2 separate regions of the Mus musculus genome follow, and region 2 is linked to region 1. A link is a contact called in public Hi-C data. All regions are on one chromosome and are shown on one strand. The core of a region is the stretch at or near the end of the contact, and the rest is flanking DNA. Distances in the headings are between cores, read along the strand shown.

Region 1 (6,590 bases), core at 126-2,625:
TAACCAGGTAATTACATTTCCTCTAAGATGAAAGGAGACATAAGTGAGTATACATATGCATTAGTGCTTCCAGAGTGCCCAGGACGGACAAAAACATCCCACCCTTTCATTAGAGACACACGCGCAAGGAAATTTCCTTTTCCTTCGTCAAGGCTGGAAATCTCAGGTTCCTTTTTCAGAATTACTCTCAAAAACAATGTTTTAATAAATTCACTACATACTGTAACATAATACTCCGGGCCACAGTGAAGTGTGTATTTTCCAAGTGGTCCCACATCAATTTTCTCTTGGTAATTGGTGTTCTTTAATAAAAATAAACTTCTAATCTCTGGAAGATTTGCTTTCCTTTTTAAATCTGTGTGGTAAGGTCCTGTGGAAAGTGCTGAGAGAGGAGAAATCTTTCATAAGAGGTCTAGGATAGAATGGACAATACGACAAGAATCAACAACAGAAACGGCGAAGTGTTCAAAATTAGAAAGCTGTGTTTTGGCTTGAAAAGTGTGCGATTCAAAACCAAAACTGTCGTTAACTATGTATAAACAGAAACTTGGGAGATGGTATCTCATTTACTCGAGTTAATTAACTATTCGCAAAACTAACAGGCAAGTCACCAGTGTTCTCCTTTCAACTATGTGACTAACTGACCAAGGTCCTGGTAGAGGGAAATTGACAGCGAACAAAAATCACACTCAGTCAAATTAAGTCGTTTCCAGGGAAGCTGTAAAATACTGGGGAGGAGGAGGAAGCATGACACTATTCTTCTAAGTTATTTTTCACCCTGCCATTAGCCCTTCCTCCCAACTCTTCCAGAAAGAATTCGATGCAATCAAAACACTAACAGACCACTAATGGAACTACTGTGCGAATACGAATATGGACTCAACTTGAACTCTTGCTCCATTTTAAAAGAATAATTATTTGCAAAGTAACTAGACAGGAAAACAAGGGTAAACCACGGTAGTCTCTTCATAAAAGAAATACACTCCAGACTGCTGCAAGGGCAACGCTGTCGCCGCTGAGCTCCGCCGGTCCACCTCCCCCGGCCTTTCAGCTTCGGCGGCCTGCCGGCCCGGAGGCCCGAGAGCAGCCCGGGCGCTTGCGTACCTGCTCGGCCGGCGCTCGGTCCATGGCGCCGGCGACAGGCGCCGGCTCTAGTCGGTGTGCGCAGCGCCGCGGGCCGCTTTCTCCATGGCCCCCCGCTCGGTCCCGCCGGGCTCGGTCCACTCCGCACAGCCGGCCGGACGCCGACTCGGCTACGCCACTGGCTGGGGAGGCGGCTCCAGCTCAAGGCGGGGGAGGCGGCGGCCGCCCCGGGGAGGGATCATCTGGGACGGAAGCCGAGCGGGACCGAAAGGGCGGAGGCGCAGTAGGAAATGGAGATACGCAGGGGCGGGGATGGCCGAGGAGCGACGGGGGCGGGGGGAGGGGGGTGGCTAGCGGGCAGCCAAGGCCAGGGGCACTGCCTGGTTGGGTTACTCCTCCCACTCCCACCTAGGCAGGTTGGGCTGCCTGGAACTCAGGACGCATGTGTTCACTTTGCCGGGACCTCAGAGACTGCTCAGAAGGCAAAACCTACTCAGGATATTGGAAGAGCTTGTAGCTGCTCACTAGTCCTGTGATCCTGTCAGTACTCTAAAAGAATGAAAAGAACGAACAATCTTGCCCTTTGAAAATTGCACAAATAAATTGCATACACAGAGTAGCAGCCATAGGTAAGAAGCCCTGTTAAAAAATCTCCACAAATAATGATTAATTAATGTTATTGTCCCGGTTCCAGACTCACATCTAGCCTCAACTCCAGGCTGATTTTGCCCATTTCGAACCCTATTTTTACCCAAAACCTGCATAACTACCCAAGAAGAGATTATCTTCTCCTCTGCTTTCCCCATATGGTTAAGAATTGTTCCTTTTAATCTCCAGGTCATCAGCTCCTTAAAGACTAGAGTTTGCCTTGAAACTAAACCCTACTGGTAGATTCCCTCTGGGGAGTTAGACAGCCTCCAACACACACAAGCTCTCCACAAGAGTTCTGGCTTGATAACGTCGGTCAGCTGAATTATATATACTTCAGTGAAGAAAGAGAGTAGAGTTGGCTGCTGTTAGGGTCACTGGCCAGGGGATCTATGTCTGGAAAAGGGAAAAGGATATCTAAGAAATCTGCTTCGTCATCACGCTTTGGGAGATGTTCATAAAGCCTTTTCAGTTAATCCAAGTCTGTAAGGAGAGAGTGGTCTGTAAAGATCCTGGCTATGTTAGTGTGGAAGCTGTATTTCTGCCAGCTTAAATGAATGCATTTTGTCTACAGGACATATGAAGGCTGGTCTGCAAACCACATGATGGAGAAACACTTATGCCTGTACATGAGAGTTTCGTGCATTTGGTTTTGTTTTTCCACTGTATGCACACTTTTATTTCAGTTGCACATGCATTTGTGTTGAAAATGTGTGAGCTGTGTAATGTCAGATTCCTTAGAGTCTATTACAAACCCTTGCTCAGGATTCAATGGCTGCAGAAGAAATTTAAGGCTGATCCACAAAGCAAAGCTATTTATACAGGGCAGTTACATAAGCCACAGCGGCTCACCCTCCTTTCTGACAGCAAGATGAGATGAGCTGTGCCCCTACCGGTGGTCTTTAGCTGCAAGACACCCAGCCTGAGTTAAAAAGTCATTAATGCAGTACGGTATTTGAGGTTTTCCCCTTCTTTGAAGGATCTGTAAGAGGAAATGTAAATACAGAGTCTCTAAATATCGTTCCATATTGTATGATTTTTTGCGACTGAAATTGTTCTTGATGAGAATATTCTAAGTCCAATATTTAGGTAAAGTGTAAGAACTGTAGAAACAAGAAGTGTCACAGTGCCATATTAATGTAATGTAATCCTAAAAGGGAGAATGCTGTTGGCTATTAGAAGAAAATAATAAAAAAAAGAAGAGAATAATAAATCTATGGATAAAACAAAGAAATTTAAAGAACTATTTTACATGTGATACAAATGACTTCTTTCATTTAGCAACACATGTTAATATATTCACAGTGCTAAGTACAAGGCTAATCACTGGAAGGAAGTTCAGCAGTTAATGAGACATAGTAAGGGCAAAGGCCACATCTGTCCTGTGGGCAAGACACACACAGCAAGTAATTCCAAAGGAGATGTAATGTAGGTTCAGTAGGAATGGGGATTGAAGCTGGAGAAGGTAGACGTGAGAGAACAAGTTCCAAACAGATCAAGCAAGGAACGATCTGTAATGGAGATCAAGTAACGGAGACGAGGTCAGTGGGAGGAAGAAGACAAGAGCTGCCTGGGCTAGAGGCAAAGGCTAGCCTGAGATTTACCTCTTAGTTCCAAAACAAGAATAAAAGGGGGACAGGTTGCTAGGGAGAGAGCTCAGGAGTAGACTGCACACCTAGCATGCATAAGAATCTAGGTTCAACCCTTAGCAGGCACCAAAACACCATACACATACATACAGAGAGACACAGACAGACAGACAGACAGAGTCACACACATACATAGGAACAAGCTCTCTGAAGAATTTGGAAGTGCAAGATAAAAAGTCACTGGAAGAAACTGGCTTCCTAGAGACAGCCCACATGACAGAAGGAAAGATGCAATATGGCTAGAGTCATGTATACTCTAAGTTTAGGCTCCAGTGCTGAAGCGGTTGAATAGCTTTTGTTTTCTCCTTGAAATAAGATGCCAGGTTACCCATTAAGGGTGAAGGTGAGAGTGAGGGGGATGGCAGGGAGAGTTACATGATCATCTATCTATTCTTTAAAACTAAGAAAACAAGCCTAGCAGTGGCGGCACATGCCTTTAATTCCAGCACTAGGGAAGCAAGGGTAGGCACAGGCAGATCTCTGAGTTCGAGCCCAATCTGGTCTACAGAGGGAGTTCCAGGATAGCCAGAGATACGAAGAGAAACCTTGTCTCAAAAAAATAAATAAATAAACCAAAGTTTTTATTCTTGTGTGTGTGTGTGTGTGTGTGTGTGTGTGTGTGTGTGTGTTTGCTTTATCTCTCTCTTTTTTTTTTTTGAAAGAGAGAGAACATGAAGCTGAATGGGTAGGGAATTGGGAAGAACCTGGGAGGAATTGGGGGAGAGTAAAACATGATCAAAATGCATTGTATGAAAAAAATTTTTAAATTAATATATTTTTAAAAGTTGTGTTCATGCCATCAGATGTAAATTTTACAACAAAAGAAATGAAGTTGTAGTCAAATCTAGTTCTACCCTGTATACAGCCTTGTAACCTGGTCTTTATGAAGGTATAAAATAATATCATTGTCTCCAATGATTACTGAAACTTCTTTTTCTACCAAGTATTTCCCTCATATGCTGAAGTGTCTTCCCAGTCCATACCAACACCCAGCATATTACAAGTAAGTAATTAGGAAGTCAAAAATCATATGCTTCTGGGGGACTGCCACTCCCAATTTGATGCCCTGGAGACTCAGGCAGGCAATCTTTTAAGAATCCCTCTCATCAAACTCTAGGACATTATTTTTACTCTCTTATCCAATGGCTGCCCATCTAGCTTCTCCTCTGTCTATCCATTAAACCATCTTATTTTTTATCTATATCAAAGCAAATGGCAGAGTTCAGGATTCCTTTTCTCTGGGGAAAATGCGTACATCTACAAATCTACAATTAGAAAAAGCCAGGCTTATATGCACTGTTTTTTATACCCACAAAGCTTTTCCTAGGAAATTGGGTGTGTCAGTAAAGTCCCTGTATTCTCACAGACTCTGGGAGATGCTGTCACAGTCCCCAAGTATTTCCCCCACAGCTCTCCATTGGCTGGAGGTTAGGAGAAGCATCTCTTCTGTCCTGGGGTGAAGGTGGAAGCTAGCTAAGTAACAGACCTCTCTGAACAAAGCAGTACTTATGAGAGTCATCATGTCCACCACACCTCCGCCACCATCACCATGGCCTATGGTGAATAGTGGGATAACGGAGTCACAGCTCCAGGAACGTCAGAGCTGCTCTTGCATGCAGACAAGTACTTGTGCTAAGGTAAAAACCCCTGGTACCCTAGGTGTTGTCTGCCAAGGACTGTTCTTCCAGATAACAGTATATGGTGATTTAGTTAACTAGATCTGCATACAGTTAGTGATGTGGGAGGCACTGGACAAGGTAGGACAATACCAGAGTAAATGAGATACTGTCTCTGCTATGGTACAACTTACCAGCTCTTCTGGGAGACAAACAATGAGCATATTTTTAAAGGGTTACACTGATGAAGAGGATACTGTGAAGGAAATAAAGCCTTATTTATGGCAACTGCAGCTGGAGAGGGAGATGGAACCTTCGAGATGGGTTGACCTCTGAGGAGATGATATCGGACCTGACACACACACAAAAGAGGGGAAGATGAAAGAACAAAAAAGAGGAAAAAAATGCTAGAGAATCTGAAAAGAAATGGATGCAAATAGAGAATGAATGAAGGGAAAGGAGGAATGCAGATAAGACCAGAGTTCAGACCAAGCCAGATCTGTGCATTCTATGGGAATGTGTCTGAACTTTAGGTCAAAAGTCATTTGGGATTGGGACAAAGTTCAGTGGCCAGAGAGCTTAGCAGGCATAAAGCCCTGGGTTCCATCCCTAACACACACACACACACACACACACACACACACACACACACACACACAAACACATGTGGAGGATTTTGAAAAGGTTTGTTAAACTTATATGTATCATAAAGTTGAAGGGCTAAATATTAGAATACTTCAGTCCTAAAAACAAATCAAATGTTTGTTCAAGAACTGGTTTATCCCATCACAGTTGTCTCGTTAAAATATTTAAGACTGATGAGATGGCTCAGAAGCTGAAAGTATTTCCCACACTTCAATCCCGGAACCCACAGTAGGAGACCTAACTCTGAATGTTGTTCACACACAATAAATTAAAAGTTCTGCACATTGAACCCAAGACCCTGGGCATGTGGGTCAAGCACATTGGCACCGTTGTATACCCGCAGCCCTTCGGGAAGCATTTTACAACTAGGAGACAACCTCTGGGGCAAATGAGCTGGCAATCAGACAGAATATGCCGTGAAATCTCAATCAGGCCTGACTTCTCTAAAAAGGCTACACCATACCTCTGGCCCCCATTTCCAACTCCTTCACCTCCCCTTCCCCTCCCCGCCTCCACTCTCCCTTCTACTCCCCCTCTTTTGGCTCAGCAGACTGGCCTCCAGTCTAGTTCCCAGACATTCTCAGCACACTCAACTTCTTAGTCTCCTTTCTAGCCTTGCTGCTTCTGTTGCCTGGAGCACTGTTGCCAAATTTAACACACAGGGTTCCAGACTTGGCTTGAGGCTCCTGAATGAAAATGCCTTTTGAATGAGGCTCTCTCCTGTCGCCATTAATCTGGGCCGGTAATCCCAGCTACTTGGGCTACAGAAGCAAAAAGGATCGAAAGTTCAAGTCTACATGGGACAGAGTCAAAGTCTAGCATGAGTAATTTAGTGAGACCCCGTCTCAAGAGAAAAAGTCAAAAGAGGACCATGATGGTAGAACACATGCACGGGTTCTGGGTTCAGTCCCCAGTACCATAAAACAAACAATAAAATGGCATTGCCTCT
Region 2 (6,829 bases), core at 3,056-5,555, 39 kb after region 1:
TGCTTACCCATGATCCCAGCATTTGAGAGACTGAGGCAGGAAAGATCACAAGTTTGAGGCCAGACTGGACTCAATAGTGAGTTTATGTATCATAGATTTCACTCCTCCTGTGTGTGCAATTCAGCGAGCTTCATGACTTTGCCCAATACTCCAGACATTATTAGATGTCAGTTTTCAATTTTCCCCCCACCCAACACAATTCCTCACTTTTCATGATGGCTGAGTTGGCGCCCACCTCCAGGATGCAGCAGCCACTGGCTCATCCCCCGACAAGTGTGCTTCTTCTGGACATTTCATGTCGTATGCAGCAGCCACTGGCTCATCCCCCGACAAGTGTGCTTCTTCTGGACATTTCATGTCGTATGCAGCAGCCACTGGCTCATCCCCCGACAAGTGTGCTTCTTCTGGACATTTCATGTCGTATGCAGCAGCCACTGGCTCATCCCCCGACAAGTGTGCTTCTTCTGGACATTTCATGTCGTATGCAGCAGCCACTGGCTCATCCCCCGACAAGTGTGCTTCTTCTGGACATTTCATGTCGTATGCAGCAGCCTGAGGTGACTTTGTTAAGTCTCGCTCACTTCGGGTAACTTTGAAAAGACTCATCCACATGGCTGCTATGAGTGCATACCTTTCTATTGAGTTTTCTATCTCTCAAAGGGACCACATCTCCACTCTTCTCTTGTTCAGGATGAGCACTGAGAGAATGGAGCCATCTTGCTTAGTGTTGATAGGAACATCACATGCCGGTCTTCACGTCGGGCTACCGTTCATTTCTCTTGGGGATGAAGCATTGTGGAATCTCATGTTGAGCTTTGGGAGATGTGGACATACTGTCTTCCGGAAGTTGCTACACTTTTATGAACAGCTTCCTGCTAGTTCTCAGCCCACCTTTCAGGCAGGTCCAGTGGTGCACACCCACACTCACCTCAGTGCTGAGAAGACTAACATAGATGGTCATGAGACCTTGTCTTAAAACACAAGACCAAAGGGATTCACATCTTGGTTTTTGTATATACACTTGGCTTCCCTTCTCAGCAGATTAGCTGGAGATTGGGGAGAGATACTCTGCTGTAAAAACTCTACCACATACATGTAGTGATCAAGACGTCCTCTCAGAGATCAGAGGTGTTGACTTGTAGGGTTCATAATTCTTTAACCTCTCAATAAACAATACTTTGTACATTGCATTTTTAAAAATTATTTTAAAAGTATTTACTTAACAAATAACATACATACATATGTCCATACATGCATACATACATATTATTGCTTTTTTCTTTGTTTATTTTGAGACAAAGTCTCATTTTATCTAGGCCGGCTTTGAATTTACTATGTAGTTGAAATCCTGATCCTTCTGCCTCTACTTCCCAAACAAAATTAAATACATTAAGCATAAATATGTGGGGTTTTTTGTTTGTTTGTATGTTTGGTTGGGTTTTGGTTTTTTGAGACAGGGTTTCTCTGTGTAGCCCTGGCTGTCCTGGAACTCACTCTGTAGACCAGGCTGGCTTCGAACTCAGAAATCCGCCTGCCTCTGCCTCCCAAGTGCTGGGATTAAAGGCGTGCGCCACCATGCCCAGCTGTAAATATGTTTTAACATATAAATACCTTGTAGAATATTAAACCATGCTAATTAATGCGTATATCTTTTCTTTTTTTAAAAAATTTTTTATTAGGTATTTTCCTCATTTACATTTCCAATGCTATCCCGAAAGTCCCCCATACCCACCCCCCCACTCTCCTACCCACCCACTCCCCCTTTTTGGCCCTGGCATTCCCCTGTACTGGGGCATATAAAGTTTGCAAGTCCAATGGGCCTCTCTTTCCAGTGATGGCCGACTAGGCCATCTTTTGATACATATGCAGCTAGAGACAAGAGCTCCGGGGTACTGGTTAGTTCGTATTGTTGTTCCACCTATAGGGTTGCAGATCCCTTTAGCTCCTTGGGTACTTTCTCTAGCTCCTCCATTGGGGGCCCTGTGATTCATTCAATAGCTGACTGTGAGCATCCACTTCTGTGTTTGCTAGGCCCCAGCATAGTCTCAAAAGAGACAGCTATATCTGGGTCCTTTCAGCAAAATCTTGCTAGTGTATGCAATGGTGGCATATATCTCTTCTTTGTGGTTAGAATACTTAAAATCAATATCCTTGGTAATTTTCAAGAAAATGGAAGTCTTTCTCAATTGAGGTCACATGACATCAAATACCGCTTTGGAGTATATGATTCAGTTCAATTTCAGAATTATACACCCATCATGGCTGTCTGTGTCCACACCACTGTCGTCACTCACATCCTTCCCAACCTCCCTCTTTCCCTAGCTTCTGGGGAACCACTCGTATTCCCTGTCTCTACACACTTGCTTATTTTGGATACGTCATACTAAACAGAATTATACGACACGAGGCCTTGTGTGTCTGATTTCTCTAAAATTCATTTATACTATAACATACATCACTTTAAAAACAAAAAAAAACTTCATCTAGGTGTGGTGGTGCACACCTATAAATCCCTGCACTTAGGAGACAGAGGCAGGAGCCTTGTGAGTTCAAGGCCAGCTGGGCTAAACAGTAGGGTCCCCTGTCACAGAGCTTTGAGTTAACCAGGAGTGTGTCATGCTTCTCGGTGGAATCACAACTTCCTGACATTCCTTGTCCCTTAGCAATGGCCTCATTAGCCCTTTGCCTGATTCTGTCCTGTTTCCATTAACAGAGCTCCCGTGTTCCCCAAATGGAAGCACCTTGAGACTCTATTGGGCTTTTCTTAGTCGTAGGAATTCCTGTCACCAAGAGTTTGAGCACCGAGGAAAGATGTGTACCTCTTGCCTGGTAACCTGGCCCTTTTGGAGAGGTTCCATAGTTATCTGGTTGAAAGACACTGGCTCCTTACAGATAGCATCTAATCATCAAACATCTAATGAAGTTGACTACCTGCCCAGAACTCTGGGAGGAGCCCTGCACAGATAATAGACCTCTTGTGCTGCCTTTGCCCTCATGAAATTGATCGCTTGGCTGGCAGGAGAAAACTAAGCAGAACAGCAGAGGTCTTGGCAGACTATGGTTTGGGGTGAGGAAGGCAGAGACCTTGGGACTCAATTGCTTTTACTGAGCACTTACCATGGTCACAGGCACAGTTCTATTTACTCGGGATATAGAAATGAAGAAAACAGACAAACCCTCTACGGAGAGCTTATACCTCAGAAGTACTCAGCTTGAACAAACATGTGTGAAATATACACTGTTTCTCGTGGTGGCAGAGGCAAGAGACAGAGAGAGAGAGAGAGAGAGAGAGAGAGAGAGAGAGAGAGAGAGAGAGAGAGAGAGAGAGAGAGAGAGAAGCAGTGTAGACCCGTGCAAATCACAGAACTGTGGCTGGCAACTGTGTCTCTTAAAAGGTGACCTGGACACAGCCCACAGTAAAAGTTGTGTTTGGGGCCCAAGCATGTGTTCCCAGAACGGGTGTGGCATCTTCCTCCTGGATTCAAAACAAGGCTAATGTGGATGCCCCACTTTTCCCTTTGATGAACAGTGATGGCTGACTCTTCTGGAAGGCTGGTCTGAACTGCACGGCCATAGCATTTTCTAGAAGACAGATGAGATGGAAAAGGCAAGATGCTGTTTAAGCGAAGGCCGAAGATGTGCTGATTAGAGTGTCCCAACTGAGCGAAGCGATTATGTGGGAAGAGAAGGGACAAGGTCTACCAGAGCCGAAAGTAGACAGCACAGAGCTTAGCAGCCTTTGGGATTACAAATGCTCTCAGTTGAAAGTGCAGCTTGTTCTCTCAGTGAGGTGTAGCTTAAGGTGTAGGGATGTTTGTGCCTCTTTTTCATTACCTGAGAGGAAACAGAAAAGAGCGGTGCTTGCCTCAGTGGTGACTGTGTGAACTAAATGAGAAATGTTTACAGTGTGTTGATAGGCAATTGCACACAGTAGGCATGAAAACGTTAGAATGTCGGAGGTTATTTTCGGACCACAAATCAGTAAAAGTAACAAGCAGAGATTCTGCCATAGAGCTTTTTCTCTGGAAATCTAGCTCGTTTAGAGATACTGAAAATAGTGGGAGTATCTCGCTTAAAAATGAACTTTCTCATAATCCAGTTCTTTGTGAGCCTGGGTGTGGAATGCAGAAGTAGATAGGAACCCTACTCCAAGTTTGCTGACCACCAGATGCATGGTGACATTTCCCTAAGACATTTGCTGGATTTTTTCCCAAAGAATGAGCCATTATTGTGAGATATTGTTTATTGTAAACTGCTTCTGCTCCTGCCACACATACTGAAACAAAGGTCACTTTCAAGAGGCTTTTTGCTGCTGCAGGGACAAAGCAGTCTAATGCTGTGAGATGTCTCTCTGCACCTCAGCTTGGAGTCCTGTTTGTAACCGTGTAAAACGTACATTTTTCACAAAGCAAATTGCAGAACATTGAGTCAGATGCCAGATACTGAACAATTCTATGCCTTATGTGCACTGGTTGTTTCTGAAAGGATGGTCACTAAGCTGTTGACAAAAACCTTAAATAACTAAGATTCTTACTATATATCCCAAAGAACTCCCAAGTTCAATGTAGTAGAATACCCAGGCAGATAAATAACAAGAGAAAAATATTGCAATAAAAGGTCATCTGACAAAAAAGTAAGTAAGTAAGTAAGTAAGTAAGTAATGATCATGTTATTTGCAGATAATCTTCTGGCCCGTATGCAAGCAGAAAAAAATTATACCTAAACTGGGTGTGGTGGTATGTTTCTATCACTCCTGTATTTAGGACCCCGAGGCAGGGGACCGTGAATTAGGGGCCACCCTGGGCTATCCATGAGTGAATGAACATTCTAGGAATAATAATTTAGGGAGAAGACTTCAAGACTTGTTGTCTGACAAAGTAATGTGCACATAGAGGAATACAATATTGTGCCAGCTATCCTTGTTAAGAAAAAGAGTTCCCATCAGAATCACCTGCACAGGCCAAGGAGGTGGATCAGCAAGTAAAGGTGCTGGTTGTGCAAGCCTGATTCTCTGAATTTGACTCCAGGATCCCACAGAAAAAGCTAAATGCTGCTTTTGGCTTCCTGGATGCTCTGTTGTAACCTTTCTCAGTTGTCACAAATCTGAGCCCATCTGTCATTGCTATCTCTATTATTTTGCTCAATTTCACCCCCGATGACATCAAAGTCATGTACTTAAGATGTATCACCAAAATAATCAGTGATTGGAAAGTCTGAGCATTACAGAGAACCTGGTCATTCAGAAAAACACCAGGCCAGACTGAGGTGGTCCCCTCTGCCTCTGCCCTGATCACTGAAGCCATCAAAGAGTCATGAAAGCAAAAGAGGCAGGAAAACATTAAACACAGTGGAAATATCACCTTTGATAAGATTGCTAACACTGCTTGACAATTGTGGCAACTGACTTTACTCAAAGAACTTTCTAGAACTACTAAGGAGATATTGGGTATTGCATAGTCAGAGGGCTGCAATGCGGATGGCTGCCACCCTCATGACACCATAGATGACATTAGCAGTGATGTAGTAGAACACCAGGCCGATAAATGACAAGAGAAAAAATATTGCAATAAAAGATCATTTGACAAATAAGTAAATAAGTAAGTAAGTAAGTAAATAAATAAATAAAAAATTCTGGATGCAGTAGGTGTCAGGAATCTGTAATCCCAGCACCTTGGTGTCAAGATGAAGGCAGAGGGAGGAGACTTAGCTGGCTTGGAGTACTCTAGTAGTAAATTCTAATCTAGTGGAAAATTCTAGTAGAATTTTCCAGAGGCAGGGTTAGGGGGAGTGTTGCTGTGCTTTGTTTGCTCCCAAATAACGGCGATTCTACACCCTCTTTAGCCTGCTCTAGCTCCCGCATAATAGAACAGAGGCTTGGTATTTTTATTAACTAGTTGTAAACCTGAGCTGGTCTTGCCCTGGCTGGCTGAAGGAAGATCTCTGCAGTGAAAAATTCCAATACTTAAGAAATGAGTTTGGGGGCCTAGTGAGATGGCTCAGCAGGTAAGAACACTGACTGCTCTTCCGAAGGTCCTGAGTTCAAATCCCAGCTCATAACCACCATAGATCATAATGAGATCTGATGCCCTCTTCTGGTGCGTTTGAAGACACCTACAGTGTACTTATTTATAATAATAAATAAATCTTAAAAAAGAAAAAGAAAAAGAAAAATAGAAAGAAATGAGTTTGGGACTCCGGCACTAGGAGGAAACTGAAAAGGATTGCTAGGATCAATACTGTGAAAATGGCCTTCCTACCAAAACCCATCTGCCGCTGCAGTGCAGTCCCCGTCAACACTGCAGCGCTGTTAGCGACTAAGCAAGGCAAGTCCTTCTGAGGCAAACTGTTCCTTCAAGATATGCTTTACTTTTAGTTTAAATTATGGCTGGGCAGCGGTGGCACACCAGGTGGCAGAGGCAGGTGGATCTCTGCATTTGAGACCAGCCTGGTCTACAGAGTGAGTTCCAAGGTAGCCAGGGTTACACAAAGAAACCTTGATTCAAAATATAAATTAAAACAAAACAAAAAACTGGGCATGTGCTGGAATGTCCCCACCCCAAAGTACCTCCCATATGAATATGTATGAGTCTCTGATGCCTCCTCACCCTCTCCTAGTTTGGGGAAGAGGATGCTCTCATTGCCTGCTGCAGGAGAGCTATCCTCCTCCATTCTTTCATGACTCAGCTGGGCTTATTTGTATTCAACAAGAAGTGAGCCCACTGTGTTCATTCCAACACTATTTGTCGAAGAAACAGGAAAAAACAAAACAAAACAAAAAAACAGCTTAAGATTCATATGGAAGCACAAAAGATTCCAGACAGCTAAAGCA

The links. Hi-C and Micro-C count contacts between places; a contact is called where the count stands out from the background.
Region 2: a contact with region 1 is called in a Hi-C map of Sertoli cells, with 2.5 times the contacts expected there. The contact joins the enhancer-like site here to the promoter of Secisbp2l in region 1. A contact is called at or near these places in 8 of 39 promoter capture datasets (the 3T3-L1 cell line, 3T3-L1-derived adipocytes, the C10 cell line and 4 more), 1 of 15 datasets of contacts at CTCF or cohesin (the NIH/3T3 cell line), 49 of 484 Hi-C or Micro-C datasets (the AML12 cell line, B cells, the Ba/F3 cell line and 34 more), 8 of 115 datasets of contacts at active chromatin or transcription factors (CD8 T cells, the HPC-7 cell line, the SCID.adh cell line and 4 more) and 1 of 9 other capture datasets (adipose tissue).

The regions. Positions count from the first base shown.
Region 1 is chr2:125,781,495-125,788,084 of GRCm38.p6, forward strand. Secisbp2l (SECIS binding protein 2-like) reads right to left here and starts at 1,376. Exons shown (of 18, transcript NM_177608.3): 1 at 1,105-1,376. The coding sequence starts at 1,128.
Region 2 is chr2:125,817,631-125,824,459 of GRCm38.p6, forward strand. No RefSeq gene overlaps it. Among named protein-coding and RNA genes, the nearest start is that of Cops2, 38 kb to the right of the region's middle. Within about 2 kb of position 4,306, at least 18 of the 459 cell types and tissues checked have an H3K27ac peak or open chromatin away from gene starts, as enhancers often do. A contact at or near this core is called in Sertoli cells, cochlea, cortical glia and 1 more, where this site is marked.